6 separate regions of the Mus musculus genome follow, and regions 1, 2, 4, 5 and 6 are each linked to region 3. A link is a contact called in public promoter capture Hi-C data. All regions are on one chromosome and are shown on one strand. The core of a region is the stretch at or near the end of the contact, and the rest is flanking DNA. Distances in the headings are between cores, read along the strand shown. Region 1 holds the start of Smarcb1 (SWI/SNF related, matrix associated, actin dependent regulator of chromatin, subfamily b, member 1). Region 2 holds the start of Ilvbl (ilvB (bacterial acetolactate synthase)-like). Region 3 holds the start of Slc19a1 (solute carrier family 19 (folate transporter), member 1). Region 4 holds the start of Specc1l (sperm antigen with calponin homology and coiled-coil domains 1-like). Region 5 holds the start of Gstt2 (glutathione S-transferase, theta 2). Region 6 holds the start of Gatd3a (glutamine amidotransferase like class 1 domain containing 3A).

What was found. Promoter capture Hi-C pulls out the DNA fragments that hold promoters and counts their contacts. Capture Hi-C pulls out chosen DNA fragments and counts their contacts.
Region 1: a promoter capture Hi-C map of liver shows a contact between it and region 3, with 4 times the contacts expected there. The contact joins the promoter of Smarcb1 here to the promoter of Slc19a1 in region 3.
Region 2: a promoter capture Hi-C map of liver shows a contact between it and region 3, with 2.7 times the contacts expected there. The contact joins the promoter of Ilvbl here to the promoter of Slc19a1 in region 3. A contact is called at or near these places in 1 of 39 promoter capture datasets (pre-B cells) and 1 of 9 other capture datasets (liver).
Region 4: a promoter capture Hi-C map of pre-B cells shows a contact between it and region 3, with 2.2 times the contacts expected there. The contact joins the promoter of Specc1l here to the promoter of Slc19a1 in region 3. A contact is called at or near these places in 2 of 39 promoter capture datasets (hippocampal neurons and pre-B cells).
Region 5: a contact with region 3 is called in a promoter capture Hi-C map of the C10 cell line, with 6 times the contacts expected there. The contact joins the promoter of Gstt2 here to the promoter of Slc19a1 in region 3. A contact is called at or near these places in 2 of 39 promoter capture datasets (the C10 cell line and liver) and 1 of 9 other capture datasets (pancreatic islet).
Region 6: a contact with region 3 is called in a promoter capture Hi-C map of pre-B cells, with 3 times the contacts expected there. The contact joins the promoter of Gatd3a here to the promoter of Slc19a1 in region 3. A contact is called at or near these places in 4 of 39 promoter capture datasets (hippocampal neurons, liver and pre-B cells) and 1 of 484 Hi-C or Micro-C datasets (B cells).

The regions. Positions count from the first base shown.
Region 1 is chr10:75,919,755-75,923,114 of GRCm38.p6, forward strand. It overlaps Smarcb1 (SWI/SNF related, matrix associated, actin dependent regulator of chromatin, subfamily b, member 1), which reads right to left and starts at 1,860. Exons shown (of 9, transcript NM_011418.2): 1 at 1,549-1,860. The coding sequence starts at 1,641.
Region 2 is chr10:78,573,203-78,576,493 of GRCm38.p6, forward strand. It overlaps Ilvbl (ilvB (bacterial acetolactate synthase)-like), which reads left to right and starts at 1,789. Exons shown (of 15, transcript NM_001359302.1): 1 at 1,789-2,029. The coding sequence starts at 1,895.
Region 3 is chr10:77,031,423-77,034,633 of GRCm38.p6, forward strand. Slc19a1 (solute carrier family 19 (folate transporter), member 1) reads left to right here and starts at 1,790. Exons shown (of 6, transcript NM_031196.3): 1 at 1,790-1,925.
Region 4 is chr10:75,210,065-75,213,466 of GRCm38.p6, forward strand. It overlaps Specc1l (sperm antigen with calponin homology and coiled-coil domains 1-like), which reads left to right and starts at 2,009. Exons shown (of 16, transcript NM_153406.3): 1 at 2,009-2,155.
Region 5 is chr10:75,833,344-75,836,685 of GRCm38.p6, forward strand. Gstt2 (glutathione S-transferase, theta 2) reads right to left here and starts at 1,538. Exons shown (of 5, transcript NM_010361.2): 1 at 832-1,538; 2 at 309-396. The coding sequence starts at 943.
Region 6 is chr10:78,168,255-78,171,393 of GRCm38.p6, forward strand. Gatd3a (glutamine amidotransferase like class 1 domain containing 3A) reads right to left here and starts at 1,501. Exons shown (of 7, transcript NM_138601.3): 1 at 1,341-1,501; 2 at 1,119-1,171; 3 at 555-668. The coding sequence starts at 1,475. Pwp2 (PWP2 periodic tryptophan protein homolog (yeast)) reads right to left here. Exons shown (of 21, transcript NM_029546.2): 21 at 2,656-3,139.

The DNA.
Region 1 (3,360 bases), core at 610-3,109, 1.1 Mb before region 3:
GGGTGTAGTGACACCAAGTGCTTTGATCCTGGCACTCAGAGGCAGGAGGATTTCTGTGAGTTCAAGTGCCAGGTCTACAAAGTGGAGCTACAAGGCAGCCAGTTACACGATGAGATCTTGTCTCAAAAAGAAGGGGGGATGGGGCTGGTGAGATGGCTCACCAGTTAAAAGCACTGACTGCTTTTCTGAAGGTCCCGAGTTCAATTCCCAGCAACCACGTGGTGGCTCACAACCACCTGTAATGAGATTTGATGCTCTCTTCTGGGGTGTCTGAAGACCGCTACAGTGTACTCATAGACATAAAATAAATAAATAAATAAATAAATCGAAAAGAAAAGAAAAGAAAAGAAAAGGAAGGAAGAAAGAAAGAGAGGAGGGGAGGAGAGACATAAACTGGTTGGGGGTTGCCCTTAGATGGAATGAAGTTAGTTTGAGATAGACAATCTGCACCAAAAAAAAAAAAAAAAAAAAAAAAGGTAGAAAGAAAGAAATTTCAGCTGAGCAGTGGTGGCACACGCCTTTAATCCCAGCACTCAGGAGGCAGAGGCAGGCACATTTCTGCCAGCCTGGTCTACAGAGTGAGTTCCAGGACAGCCAGGGCTACACAGAGAAACTGTCTCGAAGAAGAAAAAGAAAAGAAAAACAAAAAAAACAAAAAAACACAAAGATTTGGCTGGTCTCTAGGGTTAATTGAAGGGATTTTCTAAGGTTGTGGTTCTCAACCTTCCTAATGCTGTGACCCTTTAATACAGTTTCTCATGTTGTAATGACCCCCTCCACCATAAACTTTTTTCGTTGCTACTTCATAACTCTAATTTTTGCTACAGTTACGAATCATAATGTAAATACCTAATATGCAGGATCTTTGATATGCGACCCCTGTGAAAAGGGTAGTGGCTGGCGCACAGGTGCGATCCTAAGGAACCCTGTCCACCTGACTGCACAGAAGCTGTCTCTTCTAGCTCTGGGTTCTGGGTTAGCGACCCTTCAGATTTATCCCCTATAAAAACTCAAAATTAGTTCACTGATCTCCAAAACGTTAGTGCTTCCGACCTCAGGGCCTCAATCCACTCAAAAGCAAACATGTCCAATCACTTTCTAAACATCATAAAAGCTCTCTGCAGTCCACCTCGCAAGCAACAACACAAAGGGGAAGAGGCTTTCCTAAGCTTCGGGCTTACAAGTAGAGATTTCGAGACCGGGGCAGTGGGGTGCACGAGAGCTGCCAAAGGGTTCAAGGGCAGTGTTGCACCTCCACTTCCAAGCGCCCAGGGGCTTCCCGAACATCCTTTCCCCATCTGCCTAGAGTGTACCGGCTCGACGCTCTAAGCTAGGACAGATGCTTAGGGTCTGAACAACGTTAAGTGGGTAAAGAAAACCCAGGACGGTCCAGGCGGGACCGGCCACGCCCACCAGGCCACGCCCCAGCTGCGAGCACGCGCCCGCCTCCGCGATGAATGGAGGCGCGCTCTCGGGGAGCACTAGCCCGCCCCGGGACTCGAGCCGGCCAGCCGCTGCCCGGGAAGCCGAGAACGCGCCGCGGGCTACCTCGGAGCCGATCATGTAGAACTCCCCGTCGTCCTCCAGCTGAAACTTGACGGGCTTCTGCCCGAAGGTCTTGCTCAACGCCATCATCATCATGGCGGCGGGGGAAACCGGCAGCCGGGGTCGAGCTGGAAAGAATCCGGTGGGCTAGGGCGGGGCCGAGGCGCGTCGGACCGAAAGGAACGGAGGCCTGGAGGTGAAGGTCGGGCAGGGCAAGCCGGGCGAACCGGGCGAGCGCTCGTGTCACTACTGGGCTCCTTGGCCGTCTCTGCAACGAGCAGGCCGCCCTCGGTGCGCATGCGTGGAGAAGCTGACGCTAACGTGCGCGCCGCAGCCTGCGCGACTCAAGGCCGAGCGCGTTCCCGCAAGCCCTTAAAGGGACCCGAGTTCTTTTTTGCTTCCTAGGCTTCCTCCCTGGGCGGGTAAGGAGGAAAACCTCTCAGCGACCGAAATAGCCACTGAGGCCCTGACTCAGGCGGTAGCTTTCCTAGTCGCATAGCCAGAGCTGGCACTCCGCCCCGGGATGAAGGAAAAAAATGAGACGTTAAGCGAGGAGAAGGACCGCTCTATCTGGAAGCCCGAGGGAAGCTGGGTGGGCATGGCGACCCCACGCTAGCGCCTCAGGTTTTCCACCCGAAAGTGCGTTAGGAATAGCTAGCTATCCACTCCAGGCCAACAGCAGTTCCCGAGGCAGTAGGGATGGGAAGAATGACAATACTGGATGGAGGTTGGTACTATTCAAAGATCTAGGTGATGTGCCAGATGAACGGGAGGAGGCACTTGCATTCCTTCCTTACCTCTGCAAGCTTGGTGCCCACAAGCCCAGCCCTGGTCTGTGCCTCTGCCCGCCTTGGGGCATAACAGCCCCGAGAGAAGACAGTGCTTCTGGAACGTGTCCAAGCAGTCCACCCCCTGTTGAACAGAGCCGTGACTCCAAAATGTTTAATGTTTATTGTAGCACTATTACAGGAGCTTAAGTTATAGCCTAGCCTAGGTAGCTATTCAACAATAGAGGAATGGATGAAGAAAATGTAGTCTAGGCTGGGTGTGGTGGTGCAAGCTTTTAGCTTCAGTTCCAAGACAGTCAGGGATATGTTGAGCAACTCTGTCCCAGAAAACAAAAAAGAGTGTGAAATGTGTGTACATGTGTTTTTTGTTTTTCAGCCACAAAAGTGAAATTACATTGTTTTCAGGAAAATGGATGCAACTAAGATATCATATTAAACAAATCAGGCCAGTCTCAGAAAGACAAATACGTTTTCTCTCATTTGTGCTTTCTAGATTTTCCTTAGATACATAAAATATGTATTCCACAGAACATTAAAGTAAAAGTGACATTGTGTATGGGAGCAAAGGGACTAACAACCTAGTGTAGGGGAGGTGGGGGCATGGTGGGATGTGCAAAATACAAACACTTCTCTGAAAGCAGCAGGACAAACAGTGGCCAGCTTCATAAGGGTCAGTCTAATGAGACTGCAATTGTGACTGGGGTCATGATGAAGGAGATGTTAAAGAACTAGGAAAGGCTGTGGTAACCAGGAGTTTGCCCACTGATCTCACAGCCATGGGAACCAGAGGGTTAAGGGCCAGGGGTGGCTCACACTTTTAATCCCAGAACTCCAGAGTCATAGGCAGGCAGACCTCTGTGGGTCCCAGGACAGTCAGGGATGTATAATGAGACCATGCCTCCCTCAGCTCCCACCCCCAGTAGTTAGGCATGATCTGATAAAATGATACTGCTTTTGCTGAGACAGCCAGTCAGTTAGAAAGCCACTGTGGGTATACCTCTATTTGTTCAGGAATGGGACAGGAGAG
Region 2 (3,291 bases), core at 539-3,038, 1.5 Mb after region 3:
CCCTCACAAGTCCCCCCCCCCCCCATCCCCTCCTCTCCTCCTTAGAGAAGGGGAAGCTTCCCTTGGGTACCAGCCCAGCCTGGGACATCAAGTCATTATAGGACTAAGCATGGTCTCTCCCACAGAATCCCGACTAGGCAGACCAGCTGGGGGAAGGGGATCCAATGGCAGGCAGAGTCAGAGACAGCCAGCCCCTGCTCCAATTGTTAGGAGACTCACAAGAAGACCAAGCTGCACATCTGCTATAAATGGGTAGAGAATCTAGGTCCAGCCCCTGCACTCTCCCAAAACAACTCTTATGGAATGGCAGGGAAAAGCCTACCTTGTTTGATTCAAGACGAAATTGGAGGCATGCTCACAGCCAGTAAGCATAAATAATTCATACGGTAGTTTGGCTAAAAATAGTTGAGTAGGTTTTTGTGGGTACCCATGGCTTTGCCTGTGCTAGGCAAATGTTCCATCACAGAACTTAATCAGAGACCATAGTTGCTGAGAAGGGATGGCTGAACGATCAGCTTTAAACAGGGCATTTATACCATGGCTTGCAAAGGTCAGGGAACACCAAGGAAGAGGAAGTGGAAAGAATATAAGAGCCAAAAGATGGGGAGAAAGGCTGTGGAATGCTATCTTGTGGACATGACACAGCTGAAGCGATTGTGATTTTTGGTTGGTCTCTATGCACTCCTGCTTGTCCTGGAACTCACTATGGAGAAGAGCCTGGTCTTGAACTCGGAATGGTGGGAATAAAAGCACATACTATTACACTGGTTTACATTGTTAAATATCCATTGTTCAGGCTTCAACAAATAGCTCAAAACTCTTGGTTACACAGATGGTCCTGATTAAAAGCCAGTCAAAGAAAAAGACATAAATTGGAGAAAGGGATTTGTAAGACAGATCGGAGTTTGTAAAAGGTCCCCAGATGCTGGAAACCTGGAAAATGACTGAACCGGCCTGGCACCAAACACTAGGGAGTTCTCTAAACATCCTGCAAAGCCTCACAGTGGTCCAGGAAGGGGAGGGGCTTGCATATGTTGCGGTCGGGAATGCGGGTTCTGGGGAGCTCGGGTGGGGGGTGTGTCACAGTCCACGCCCGTGGAACGTGCCGCGAGATGGTTCTCGCGGGTGTGGAAGGCGCGGTGTAATGTTAGCCAATTAGAGGCGAGAGAGAGAAGCGACCAATGATAAACGTCTCTTTCGGATAGCTTTTTCAGCGAGACTCCAGTTTGGCGCACGCGCGTCTCGTTGAACTACGGGGCGCTGCAGAGCCAAGTGGGCAAAAGGGGCACCACTCCACACTCCCCAGTCACGTGACCCAGAAGCGGCAGAGTTCCACTGCAGTCAGGGACCTTTCCTATAGGCAAAGGTCATAGGGCCTTGTTTGGGGATGGGTGGAAGGGAGTTCTATGTAGTGGAGCTGAAGGCGCATCCTATTGAAAAGTGACCTCGGCTGAAGGCCAAAGGTCAAGAGTCTGGTGTGTGTGGGGAGGGTGGGGGAGCGTACCCTAGGCTGCGCGATCCGATGGGGGTGTGGCCTTACGACTCAATGATGTAAGCGCGAGGCGGGCTCTCCGCTGAGCCCCAGTCCAGCGTTGAGGAGGGTGGGTTCTGCATGGGCTCGTTAACAGATAGGTAAGTAGGAATTTCAACCTTGTTTCGGTGCTACTGCGATCGCCTTGACCTGCTGTGGCCTACTTTTAGTTTGAAGGTGGTGACGTCAGGGGGCGGACTTAGCCTCACTGGGGCGTGGCTTTAAGTCCAGTCTAGATGCGTCTGTGGGCGTGGCCTGGCAGGTCGGGGAGGTGTGGCCCAGGTCCGGCGGACGATCCTGCTTCCGGATTAGATTATAGTACTAAGATTCTGGCTCTGTGCTTTCTTACTTAGGTTCTGCCTCATGGAAACTTCTGCGGCCGCTGCATCTGCGGGAGGCTTCTTCCCCTCCTTCCTGCTCCTGGCGTTTGGGACGCTGGTGGCTGCCGTGCTGGGCGTCGCTCACAGACTGGGGCTCTTCTATCAGCTGATGCACAAGGTGCTTAGGGTAGAAGGAGGGCTAGGGGTAGGAGGAAGGCACTAAAGGTGTTTCTCCAGCTCATCCACTGTGCAGGTGTGGAAAGCGAGTCCCAGCTAGTCTAGAAGTGGCTGGTTGGGAGATTCTTTACAGAGCTCTGTCCCTTTGCCAAACTGTATATGGGCCTGGACTTTGTAACTAGTACGAGATAATGGGGAAATTGTCGTTGTCTGGACAGCACACATTCTCCGCCTACCTCCATACCCAGGGGCCTGAGTCATTTTAACAGAGCAGGCCTTTTAAACATAGTGAGATTGGTGGGCTGAAGGTAGGCAGGGGAGGGAATGGGCTCTGATAGTAAGCCCTTCTGAGGAACTGTCTTAGCATATTTCGTACCATCTTCACCAAAGTAAGTGCTATAATTTCTGTCCTTGTGCCCACAAGAGGCAAATGATCTACAGAGAAGTTTAGTATTTTCTCTAGATGACAGATTTGGGAAAAGCTGACCCCACAAGTCATACTTATAAACCACTTGTTCCATTCTGAGAAATTCTTGCCCTTACCCAGTCCCTTTTCTTCTAGACAGGGACAGTGCCACTGACCTTGAAGTATGTAGGGATCGTGAAGCTACTGAGGCTTGGATGCTCAGGGTAGTCTGTGCCAGGAGTCACTTCCGTGCTAGGCATATGGCTGCTGGCAGCATGTCAGCTGGACCTGTGCCTCACTAGCAGAGGGAGGCAATAGGCTGGATGGAGTTAGCACTCCAAGTGCCAGGCCCTGCAGGGATACTAGGAAGCAGGCACACATCTAAGCCAGGGGCCTTCTGCCTCTTGCCAGGCTCTCCTGGATTCTCTGTAGATTTAACCTCTATCTCCTTTCTTCTCAACTGGCCCAGTATCTCTGGAGCAGGCATTATAATCTCCAGAGCCACTTAAGAACATAGGCTTTATCTCAGTCTGCTACTTGGTAGGCTGGGGAGAGATGGTCACAAATTCAAGCCCTGCCTAAGCTACATAAGGAGTTCAAAGCCTCGTGAGACCTTGTCCTAGTAAAAGCTGATGATATAGCTCAGTGGTTAGAGTGCTTGTCTAACACTATCTATGCCCAGGGTTCAATCCTCAGTACAGTTTCAAAAAGAACATTTCTTCTGTTGGAGTCTATCACTTGGGCAAGTCTTGGCATTTTTAGCTGTAGGACAAAGAGAACAATAAATTTGCTAAGTCAGTGTACCCTTCTCTGAATTGGATTTAAAGTGGTATGTCTCTAACCAGAATCTAAGTTCG
Region 3 (3,211 bases), core at 540-3,039:
GTTCCTGTGGGTAGGGTGTCCTCACTGAACCCCAAAGAGGCACAGACCTGTCTGGCACAGAGATAATCACAATCTTCCTCCACACCCCCTCTACCTCCTTTACCTTGCCCTTCAGGCTGTAAGTAGTAAGTGGCCCGAGGGTGTAGATAACCAACACAGCCAGATATGGGAGCCTTCCAGCTCACCCTAAAATTCCTCCAGCTACCTGACCATCATTTCCAAAGAATGTGACATTTGTTCCTGTCCCTTTCAACTCACAAGGACTTGCATTGCTGGACCAAGTCTGGCGTGGTTAATGGCAAGGGTCCTGCAGATTTCCCAGGCAGGAGGTGGGGGTAGCAGCCAGCCCCAAGAGCGCATGCATGCCTGCTGCCAACTTGTAGAGAGGAGCCAGTGCGTTTTCCAAACGTGCCATGAGGCCCGCCATTGCTTTCCACATCTCTGGCCAGAGAAGCACTCTAGCTTCCTGATTCCCTTGTATAGCAACTAGGTGGCCAGCACCTTTGCATGTACCAAGAAGGCCCAAGTCCAGAGGGGTGTGGCCCCCATGGGCTGGGGAGGAGCCGTGCTGGTGTGGAGACTGGGTTCTCACACCTGGGACCCCATTCGTATAGATGACCATACCTATAGTCTAACCTCCCGGCACCCCACCACCTTGGGAATCTATTAAACCAGAGTTGCTGGTCGGCCATTCCTCTTTGGACCCATGCCCCTCTCCATTCGTTCTACTTTGCTGCCCTCGCAAGTACTCCGCCAAAACCCATCAGGAGGAAAGAGGCTGGTTTCAGGGAGCCCCGCCCTCTCCCAACCCACCTCAGGCTGCTAGCAGCCTCCACCTGCTGAGCATCAGCTGAACATCCCTGCTGGGGTGAGAGTTTGAAAGATTGGGGGATTGGTGGTGAAGGAGGGTGGGGTGGGGCCTAAAACGCTTAGGCCAGACTTCTGTCCCTGTTAACAGTCAAGTAGGTTGATACAAGGTGAGTAAGGTTTTGTGTGTGTGTGTGTGTGTGTGTGTGTGTGTGTGTGTGTGTGTAGGGGGTCTCCATGCATAGCTCAGCGCAATCCGTCGGTGCCCTTGGAACCTAAAGACGCTGATACCCAAACGAAGGGCGTGCACAGCTGGTGCAGTCTATATCTAGCGGTCAATGCCTTGGTGCCTGGAATGCTTTAGCAGGTGGTCGCGGGGCGCTCGTCTCAAGAGGAGCCGGACAGAGCCAGCGCAGACTTCTGCAGGCCAGCAGGGGTCAGGGGCGGACCCGGGGAGGGGCCTTGCTTGGTCTTAGGCCGGGCGGTCACCTCTGTGCTCGATCAGATCAAGCAATCTGCTGTGAGCTGAGACCCGGTCAAGCGCTGGACGGGTAGGGGGCTCGTAAAGGGGCTCAGGCGGGCTGCGGGGCCCAGGGGTTGGGTGAAGAGGAGACGGGATGGAAGGGGGCGGGGAAGAAGGGACTTATTGGAGAGGCGGACAGAGAGGGTCGGCTTGAGGAGGAAGCACAGGAGCCCGAACACTGGGCGAGCGTACTGAAGGGGGCCTGGAGTCTAGAGATGTAGGTTCTTAGGGCACAGGCTAGCAGACGCGCCACCGGTCGTCCGCTCCTCAGGGAACCACAAGACCCACCCGGTAGTAAATCTCCAAGTGTAGAGGGCGCGTGCATGAACCCCCTGTGGAAGTAGCTGCGGGTGTAGCCAGGTGTTTGCCCCGCCTCCTGGAAGTTCTGCGGCTGCGCCTCCTGTCTACCACGCTGGCCACTCCTTCGGGGCGTGGTCAGTCAGGTAACCACGCCTCTCCATGCGGCCCTTGAGCCTACGCGCGGGTTTTTGGGTGTTGTAGTCTGCGTGTGCGCGTTGAATCAGCCACAGGCCTGTGGGACGCAGAGCTAGGAATCCATTCTATGCGTGCCTGGGGAGCCACGGGGTAGTGCAAGGTACGGTTCTGTTCCTTCCGGTGTCCTGAAGACGAAAGCGGGCTGAATTCTCCACTACAGAGGACCGCGGAGTCCTTGGCGCGACTACAAAGCTCCAGGCAGGGTTTGTAGCGTGCGGAAGGCGCATGCGGGGTCTGCTGGGTGGAAGACAAGCAGAAGTCTTTGGGATGCATAGGGGCAGTAGGATAGGTGTGGGACACGGGCTAGTATCTGTGGGGTGTCAGGGTCCTTCTGTGAATACAGAGTATAGGTGAGGACCTCAGCGTTACGAGCCTCGGGGCAAGAGTCTGAGTGCTGGCCCGCATCCTGGGCTCATGGTTGCAGAACCGTCGGGAGGATAAATCCCCAGGCTGCCTAGTGGGACCTTTGAGCGCCATTTCTCTCCTTGTCATTCCTCTGGAACGGAGTTCTTTTGCTTTCAAAGTATCTTCCTCAGGTCAGGAATCACCACGTGCGCCTGCCCCAGCGACTTTAGAGCACGTGTTGCCTGCAAGGAAACCCCACTGCCCACGCCCTGGACGTGGCGCGCCTCCAAGGCTCATTGTTTAGCTCAGAGGTTGTAGGCACCCTGACAACTGTTAACAACTTCCCTTTGGAACAGGTGGAATCTGCAGCTTGTACAGGCTGCCTGTAGTAGCCAGTCTTTTCTGTACTTCCAGCATCTCTGTGACAGGGATACTAGACTTGGCTAATAGCCTAGGAATAAACCATATTGACGTGACTCCTCACCCGGTGAGTGTTCCCATCCTAACTTCCCTGTCTTCACGATGTTGGTCGGAACCTCAGGGGGCTAGAAGATGTTTGTGGGCCTTCTCTCAGTGGAGAGGATAGACTAAATCCTTAGACTTGCTTGCCTGACTGTTAAGAAGTAGCCTCCTCCCAGTGAGACTCAAGGACTCCGGGAGCTGCTCAGATGGACTCAGCAGGGCACAGAGCCTCTGACTTTGCAGAGCCTGACACATTCTCCGGGCTAGGGAGCCGGATGTGTGCCTTCCAACAAGGCACTGGGGCTGAGGAAAGAGATTGATTCTGGGCATTTGAGCCAGTGGCAAAGATACAGTCAACACTCAGCCACCACAATGGGAGAAGGGCATTGGCGTTTGTTTTCCCCCCTTCCTTAATTAAAAGGAACCTTCCTGTTTCAAGATAAAAAGAAAGTGGGCCTTGGAAAGAAGTTTGTGAACAGTTGTATTCCACACTTCTTACCCACCTCCACCCCTACCCCCATCTCTCACACGGGTGCTAGGCTGGTCAGAAAGGACTGTGTAGTGCCCCTCCCCGACACT
Region 4 (3,402 bases), core at 759-3,258, 1.8 Mb before region 3:
AGGGTTTCTCTGTGTAGCCCTGGCTGTCCTGGAACTCACTTGGTAGACCAGGCTGGCCTCGAACTCAGAAATCCGCCTTCCTCTGCCTCCCAAGTGCTGGGATTAAAGGTGTGAGCCACTACCACCTGGCATGACATACCTTTTTGAACCTCAACTTTGGCCTCAAAAAATTACCACCTGGGTGGTATTTGGATTGAAATGGTTGAGTTGATTTTGAACTACAAATACCTAAACAGATGGAGAATTAATACCCACTTATTTATATTTGCTACGCAATGGAAGTCCAGGGTTCTGGATAACGTGGTAAGGCCTGTTTAAGTGCTAATCCTATTTGACCTCCATAAAAATTTATAACAGCATATGTTTTGTAGTGGGTAAACCAGAAAGCAAAGGGACTATTATGTAATGCATCCAAGGTTCAAAGCCAGGTTTTGTTTTTGTTTTTTTTTTTTTGGCTCAATGTACTAATGTATTGTGGCTCTGCTGGTTAAGAAGGAAGAATTAAAGATCAAGAGGTACAGTGTGATGCCATCTGTGTATTGAGGTAGTAAAATAGTGCATATCGTAATTTAAATATTTGCTTCTGTTCATAAATGATGTCAAGGGATATTGATATTGAGGAGTGGAAACTATGTGAGGAATTGTAGGGTACTGAATATGTTGAAATGGTGATTTTTGAATTTTGAGGCATGTAAATTTTCTTAGAAATGCATTCAGAGATATTTATTTATTTATTTAGGGGGGGGCTGGAGAGATGGTTAGGAGCACTGGCTTCTTCCAGAGCTCCTGAGTTCAGCTCCCAGCAACCTGTGTACACATGGTGGTTCACAACCATGTATAATGAGATCTGACATCCTCTTCTGGTGTGTCTGAAGACAACAACGGTGTACTCATATACATAAATATCCATATACAAAATCTTTAAATTTATTTATTTATTTATTTATTTATCTATTTGCTAATTTATTTGAGACAGGGTCTCACCATGTGGCAATGGCTGGCCTGGAATTGGCTATATAGACCACGTTGGCCTGGTACTCACAGAGATGATCCATCTTTGCCTCCTGAGTGCTGATATTAAAAGCATGTTCCACTATGCCCAGTGAATCAGAGATTAAATTCTTAAAAAGAAAACATCAAAGAATAATGTTCCGGCTAGGTCTTGTCAGTTTGATCTAAGTTACCATTATCTGGGAAGAGGAACTTCAGTTGAGAAAATGTCTTTGTTAGATTGCCTATATACAAATCTATAGGGCATTTTCTTGGTTAATGATTGATGTGGGAGAGGCCAGGCTCACCAGGATGTGGTGTGACCCCCTAGGGGATCCTGGATGATATAAGAAAGCAGGCTGAGCAAGGCATGAGGAGCAAACCAACAATCTGTGTTTCTCCAAAGCTTCTCTGCTTCAGTTCCTGCCTTCAGGTTCCTTTGAGTTCCTGCCCTGACTTCTCTCAGTGATGGTGTGTGACCTGGGAGTTGTAAGCCAAATAAACCCTTTCCTCCCCAGGTTGCTTTTGGTCATGGTGCTTTTATTATAGTAATAGAGCCATTTACAAATTTAAAAAGTAAAATAAAAACTACACAGGAATTACATAAGCTTATAGAACTCTTTAACTTTATAATGCTAGTGATCTTGTTCCCTTTAATGGGTGGAGTAGGGACCGGTGTTGCTCATGTGCTGGGAACATAATGGGTGCCTGGCATGTGCATTTTTCTCAACTGTCGGGTTCAGCACACTGTAAACATACATTTCAACCAGAGCGGACCTATTTGCCTTGGAGGAAAAACGAGAGACTAGGAGCACTTCCAGCACAAAAGACTGCAGTTATCTAGTTGCACCGCCGACTAGCACAGCGCGTGCGCGGTCCAGAACTCAGCGCGAAGAGGAGGTGTGACAGCTGGCGCCTGCGCAGTAGCAGCCCAGGGAGGCGCCGATCACGGCACATGCGCGGGGAGTAGAAGGGGGCGGCACCGGTGGATAAGGGGCGGGCGGAGGGCGGGAGCCGCAAGGGAGACAGGGCGGGCCGAGGGAGCGGCGCCGTGGGGTTGGCTGTTGCCCTGAGGCCGGACTCAACGGACCGGGCCGCGCCACCGGGCGAGCTCGCCGCCCGGCCCCAGCCCGGAGCCAGCGAGTGAGCGAGGCGGTGCCGCGCGGTAAGAGCCGGGGCAGGGTCTTCTCCGCTTGTGCCGCGGGCACGTTCGTCTCCTCAGCGCCGCCCGCGCGGCCAGGCCCGGGCGGCCCCGCAGACCCTGGCGGCCCCGCGCCTGCGCTGTCCCCCCTCGTCACCCCCCCCATCCCCAGCCATCCCGCGCCTGCGCCGTCTCCTGCCCGGGCGGACCTCACAGCTTGCCCCGCAGATCCCCCGGGAACCCAGGCTGGCGTGGTACCCAGCTGGCTGGGGGTCTCATCCCTGCGGAGAGGCTGGGTGCGACCCTGGTGCTTGTGTTCCCTGTGGTGTCGGGAGAGACCGGGCATTCATCCTAGTTCCTTGCCCTGGGCTGGGACAGGTTGCCTCCCCATCTGGTGCATTGAGGGTGGGGAGCAGGAGCGGAGGTCCCCCGAAGGCTGCGCCCTGCAGTGTTAGGACCTGGCTGTTGGAAGCTGGCAGTGTTCTTTATTCTTGAGACTTGGCTAATTATGTCAGATTGGATGTGGATGTTTCTGTGTGTTGTTGAAGAAATGCTGCATTTTCATTAGAGGCGTGTGTGTGTGTGTGTGCATTTTCATTAGAGGCTTGTGTGTGTGTGTGTGTGTGTGTGTGTGTGTGTGTGTGTGTGAGAGAGAGAGAGAGAGAGATAGAGAGAGAGAGAGATAGATAGATGGTGGCGATACCCCAGAGAACACTAGAAAAGAAATCGGTTTCTGGTGGGCTTAGCCGCCTAAAACCAAACAAAAATTTCTGTGATCATTCAAATGCAGGCATCCTTGATTTTTTGTTTTGTTTTGTTTTGGGTTTTTTTGTTGTTTGTTTTTTGTTTTGTTTTTGTTTTTGTTTTCACTCTCTTGAAGATCAGTCCTAAAGTGCGGCGGGGTGAGGGGGCACCCTTTGACTGTCATGACAGAGAATCGTAAAGTTTGGCCTACACCTGTAATCCCGAGGCCAAGGCTGGATGAGCTCCAACTGGGCTGCAGAGTAAGGCCTTGTCTCAAACTACAAACAAAAACAAAACAAAAAACAAATCGCGGAGCCCAGGAAGGCTTCTTGTCATTCAGGAAGCTAAATCTTGAGGTGAAATCAGCTGTGGACTACAGGCAACAACAGTTCTATCTAAAGGTTTGGAATGAGGCACCAGCGTTGTTGCATAGGCATTAAAGGCACCGTTCGGTTGGTCCTCTTTCAATATGTCAGGAATGGAAAGAGTTTGAAAAGCAATACGCCTGTGCTGAATTCTGTACAGAC
Region 5 (3,342 bases), core at 288-2,787, 1.2 Mb before region 3:
TTTTTTTTCCCTAACCCTTGACAATCGTCCCCTTGTCGCCTTCCAATACCCCTCAATCAGGATAGGGAGGCCTGGAGGGGGAGGGGGGGAGTCCAGCAGATGAAACAGGACAGAAGCAAGGGACATGCTGGATCAGCCCTCTAGTCTTCCAGGACCCCTTCCCACAGAGTCTGCTCTAGCCAGGCCCCCTCACAGCCTAGGGTCGGAGTCGGCCAGGGCCCCGCCCCGCACCCCACTCCAACGGAAGTGGGGCGGCCAAAGGGAGCCGGAGGAGGTAGTGAGGGCTCTGGGTATATTTACAGCTGCACCTTTCGGTCAACACGAAGCTTCCGTCTTTGAGTACAGGAACTTTGTTTAAGCAGTTCACCTGGGAGAATTGCTCGCTCATGTGCTGCCCTGGGAAGGAAGAAGCCAGAAAATGCGTGCAAGGACTCAAGCAGTATTCCTATTTTCCCCTTTCTCTTTGCAACCAGAGCAAGGTCGAAACGGCCAAAATCCGGATGGGCCGGGAACCAGAGGCACAGAGGTGGCTCAGCTATGTGTCTCTTCCCTGCAAAGTCTCCGGAATTTTGTGAATCTAAACACTGCGTGCCTTCAAAGCAGAAACTGTAGGAATCTTTCATTTTTCTCCCCACGTCCCAGGACAAAAAGTCTCTCTTGTCAGAGCGGAAGTTACGTTTAAAGAGGGCTCTGAACTGACTAAGACCACTCCAAAGAGAGCAGAGCATTCCTTGGTGGACGGCGCTGGGGGTGGGGGGGGTCAGATGATGGGGAGATTGTACCCAGGCAGAATGTGAAGGACTGACATGGTCTAGGGGTAAATGTGCCAACCTTTGAGTATATCCACGGTACGCGTCTGGAAGGGGATGCCATTCTTCTTGGCGAAGATGTAGACAGCGCGGCTGGGTTGTGACAGCAGGTCCAGGTAGAGCTCCAAGCCCATTGCCGGTAGCGACACAAGATGGTGTGCCGACTGCGTTCGATAACAGCAAGCTGGGGTCCAGCACAGCCTCAGTTGGCCAAGCCAAACGATTTCCTCCTCTGGATAGCTGACACCTGCTGATCTTGGGGAGGGAGACGCTTTGGAGGACTTTATACCAAAAGCAGGGCTGAGGTGCGCGCGCACTCAGACTGACTTATGCGATTTGCTCCAGCGGACCGTGGAGCCAGGAATCCAGCCCAGGACCTTAGTCTCACCCGGACGCGGAAATGGCCTAGCTGGGCTTTCGTGGACCCAACTCAGAGTTCTGTGGACGTAGTCGTTTGCGGGGAACTAGACCGCTCAGCTCCTAGCTCTCAGTTACTGCAGGAGGGGATCTTAGAGGCTGATCGCTGATCCTTCTTTAACGGGTGAAGCTTGTTGCAGGCTGCTAGAAACTTTGCCTTAAGGAAGAACTGTGGTTGGTCCAGCTGCCCCGTGCAAAACAGGTCGTCTAAGAACACTGGACCTCCCCAGATCTGTGAGGCTGGGCAGCAAAGCTTGAAGGAGTCACAGGACCACCTCTCTCGCCCGCCTCCAACACTCTCCACGGTAGCATCTTCCGATGGGGAAAAGAGGTGCCCATTATCACTGGCTTTATCTGAATCTTTTAGAGTAGCTATAGCCCGTGGGCCATATCGGGCACCAGAATGTTTCCCTGGGCGTTTTTCTTTTTTTCTTTTTTCTTTCTTTCTTTCTTTCTTTTTTTTTTTTTTTTTTTTTTTTTTTTGACATTGAGGGGTAGGGGTCTTGCTATAGCACAGGCTGGCCTCAAACCCTTCTGCTCCATTGATTCTCCTGTCTTAGTTTCCTGAATGTCTGGGACTCCCAGGTGAGACCTATCCTGCCTGGCTTTCCAGGGAATTTATGTTTGTTTGATTCATTTGGTTGGCTATTTTTTGTTTTGTTTTGTTTTGTTTTGTTTGAAACAGGGACTCATATAGTCCAGGTTGGCCTCAAATTCGACTTCATTTTCCAAGTGCTTAGGACTACAGGCATTTGCCATAGAACCAGTCTTACCCTGTGAGTTGATAGCTAGGAGCTGTGGTAGCCAGTAGGCTCAAACCGAGCTCTCTCAAGTGGCCCCTCCCCTCGCCCCTCCCACCGCCAGAACCGTCTGAAGCCAAATTGCCCTTTTACCTAAATAAGCTGGTGTTGTTTTTTGAGGAAAAGGATTCTGAAAAACACAAAGCTGTCCCCAGAGGAGCTTCTTCTGCAGCCCTGCACCGCACGTGGCTCTGCTCGTGCAAATTCGGTAGGGAGAGCATGTGATCCAAGATGACTGTACCCACCCAAGCCCTCTGATGTGATTGGCCCCTAGAAGTCTCCTGGCCTTGTTTATTTCACGTGCTTCCCCTAGGTCAGACATCCTCTCTCACGGGATCAGATATGGCTCTTGAATGGATGGACCCCTGAATCCCGCCCCGAAACACCCCCCCCCCCCCCCCCCCGGCTTTCACCCTGCAGACTCAGGTACCTGCTTCGCTACTCTCCGGAGAGTCCCCTCCCACACTGGCAAGGAACTGGTTTGGCTGCCTCACTCCCCTCTTCCATCTCATCCTCTCTTCCGGCTTCTTAACCCCTCCCCCCCCCCAAAAAAAGGGCTTCCTTGAATCTTGACAAAAATACCCCTTTTTTTTTTTTTTTTTTTTTGCTACCCTCCCTTTTTGACTGGTAATAGTTTTCATCTTGATTGTCAGATACCTAAAGCCAGAGTGAGTGGTAGTTTGAATGAGAAATGCCCGCCCCCGCCCCACCTCCCCACAGCCCATAGTTTCCTGCGTTTGAACCTAGTGTATGAACAGACCCCAGCTGGTGGTCTGTTTTGTGTGGGTTATGTAGCTTTTAGGTTGTGGCACCTTGCTTGCTACAGGAAGTATGTTGCTCATGGCAGTGGGGTTTGGCAGTTTATACCCTGGGCCACCTAGGGGGAGCCTATCTGACAAACAGGACAAAGAAAATCAGTAGCTAGAACCTGGTTTCATGACACAGCATTTGTTTAGCATCAGTGAACCTAGCCCTGGATTCAACCCTCCACACCACAAAACAAACAAAAAAACTGAAGAGAAGCCAAGGTTCACAAATCACACCGAACGGTGGTTACTGAAGTGGTGGGAATAAAAGTTGGAATGGCTGACTGCCAGAGAATAGTTAGTCTTCAAACGTGTTGACCTCATTCTGTGGAAACAGCTAATTTGTTTGAGGAAATTTTGTTGTTATTCATTGAGACAGGGTCTGTCTATATAGGCTGGCTGTCAGGGAACTAACTATGTAGAACAGGCTAACTCTGAACTCACAGAGATCCTCTTGCTTCAATCCTGGAATTAAAGGTGTGTACCACCATCCTGGCCTCTGGCTAGGTT
Region 6 (3,139 bases), core at 251-2,750, 1.1 Mb after region 3:
ACTTTGGAGGCAAAGACAAGAGAATCTCTAGGAATCCAAGGCCACCCTGGTCTGTATATAGTGAGTTCCAGGCCTGTGAGGGCCAAACAGACTCTGTCTCAAACAAACAACAAAAACAAAAACCCGAGGCAGTGGTGGAGTATGCCTCTTATCCCAGCACTCAGTAGGCAGAGGCAGGAGGATCAGAGTTCAAAGCCAGCCTGGTCTACAGAGTGTGTTCCAGGACAGTCTCTCTACATAGAGAAACTTTGGGAAAACAAAACAAAACAAACAACCCCTCCCTGCCAAAAACAAAGCAACAAGATAAAGGGAACACAGTACCACACAGGGACTAGCCAGAGCAGAGCATGACCACCTCACACCCAAAGGCTACTGCTACCCCTGTAACGGTCACGGGGAGGTCAGAAACATTTGGCCCATGGCCATGTATTTCCAGAACAGCCGGATGACAGTTGCTTTGAGGGACAGACACTTGATCACATAATCAGGAAGGCTACAGTACAGGAGCTGCTCATGGGAACAGGGCTCTTGTAAGGTCCTTTCCCTACCCATACCTGCTTTCCCTCTCAGAAGGCTCCCCCTTGGTGTGGTCAATCACGTGCATCTGAGGGACATCGGGAGCAAAGATCTGGACCTCAGCCCCGCCTCGGCTCAGGTGCACCAGGATCCTATATGAAGAAAATCCACAAAGACATCACTTCCAAATGTGTCCTCCGGCCTCACAGCATGACGATTTTACAGATGGACTGGCACCAAGTGCTGGGGAATTCCTAGTTTATAGGACACCTAGTTGCTTTTACGAAGGCACGGCTCCTGCCGCTTACAGACTTCTGCAAGGTAAGGGTAGAACCAGAATAAGTAGGCAAGGCATCCTTTTACTGACTGATGAGCAGCGAGGGTTGTTGACTCCGCAGGTGTTGCATTTTGGGTATGTTCAAGACCCCAGCTTGCTGCCAGGCATTCTGCCTTCACCCAGGGTCCGGGTGGCATCTTTTGTGTCTTGGCTGTGCTAACTTTGGCTTTGGACTTATCACGATGTGAACCCACTGCGCTTGGTCACCCTCTGGCCATTTCTGCCTTTTAAACCAAGAGAGTGTTTACAAACTCTGAGGACTTACGCTGAGGCCTCATGGATCTCGGTTCCGTCATAGACTCCACAGCCCGACAGCACCTGCAGGAAGAGAGGCACTGACGAGGGCGAGGGCCCAACACGCAATTACCGAGGGAGGGGAGGCTGAACCCCACCAAGAGCCGACCTTGGGCGGACAGCTGGTCGACCCCAGGCTGCGGGGACCTAGCAAGGGAAGGCACTCGGCCTGGGAGTCTGGCTCTGCACTCACCAACGCCACCCTGGCCCCGGGCCGCGGTGCGGAGCTGTGAAGGGCTGCGCGCTGGGAGGGAGCCCGGTGGTATCTGGAGAGCGGTAGGAGCGCAGAAGCCAGCCTTGGCGCCACCAAAACCCTGACGGCAGCCATCACGAAGGGCAGCCAGCCACAGTGGTGTCAGGAGAACGTGCGCCGTGGGGCGGGGTCGCGCCTGGCCAATGGAGGAGCGCGTAACAACCCCTTTCTGGAGAGGGCCAGTGGGTGGGGCCGCGCCTGCGCAGTGACCGACGGCGTACGGGAAACCCAGCACCTTTTTCCCTGGAGGACTAGCGGGAGGGAGGGGCCACAGATCTCAGGACACGCCCCCCCTCACCTAAGAGACCGGTTGGCTGGACTTCTCCAGCTCAATGACCGACCGAGCTGGGACACGCCTCTTCTCGGTTTTGAGAGGGCAAGCAAGCAAGTATGCCAGGTTAGGACCTTCCTGCGATCGACCTTGTTGAGCGGCCCGGTCTGCCTAGTTAATGTTTGAAGGGCGCTCATCTTGGTGTAGGCCACCTTGACTACCTATTGCAATTCCAGTCTATGCAATGACTAAAAACTGATTTTAAATAACGGGGTCAGAGCAAGCCCCGCGCCCTCACGGTGCAATCGTAAATTGCTCCTGCCATTGTGTTCTGGGTACCTCTGCAGCTTCCTCACAGGCCACAGTTCTGCCAGTCACGATTCAGTGAAGAGCTGAGCTGAGCATCGTACCTTCCATTTCCTATTTTGAATCAATGTGATTGCTATAGTTGCATACAGTCCGGTGTCCATCGGGGTAATGACCAGATAACTCCCAGAGTTTCACTGCCTCTCCCTAGCCACAGTGAAGGCTGTCAAAGGTGACCTGGCTTCTCTCAACTCCTAGGGATAATTAGCTGCTGGGTGTTCCCATCTTAAGATGGGAACCCTTTCACATTTAGGAGACATTTAGGCCTGGGATGCACAGTATATGCAGAAGCCAGGGAGCATACAGAAGTGGGTTTGGTGGCCCAACACCATTACAGCGAGTCAGGGATTATTCAGTTTCAGGGGACAGTAGTTGGGGGGAGGGGTGGAGCAGTGTCAGGCAATTTGCATCTGGCTGTCCACAGGGGTGGAGTGGGCATGGTTACCACGGAGCAGACTTGTAAAATACTCCAAACTGAGCCCAGTTTCTGGTATGAGAATTAAACTGGATGAGATGTATGAGATGTATGGTGATGGCTGAAGCATGGTTCAGCACTACTTGCCTGCCCTTCCCTGGGCCCTCAGTTCCACATTCATACCACACACAGACAAAACCAGTAAAGCTTCATAAAACTGTATTTGTACTGCAGATGGGGATCCCAAGATGGCACCAAAACAAGCGGGTCCTTGTCTGGGCGGCCAGGGGCCTGGCTGTCCCTGGGCACATAAGAAGCAGTTTCCTTTTCTACCCCAAGCTACACAGAGAAATGCTCTGCAGAACAGGAAACCTGGCGACACCAGGCTAAGCTCTGGCTTCTCCCCATAACGGTGTTCAAGCCTGAGCGGGTTCCAGGTGACCAAGACAGTATAGTATCAGTGTATCCTGAGTATGACAAGGGTGCGACAGCTAATGGCTCTCAGTGCACCAGGTGCCACACAGATCCATTCCTGTGGCCTGGACAGAGGCCAGTGAATAGTTATCAGCATGAGTTGGCACCTGTGGGTCTCTTCACTGGCGAGTGACATGCTGGGCCTGGTCAACCCCATGAACAGGAAGTATCGGTAAAGCACCACTCAGGCATGTCCCTTCTCCCACATAACCT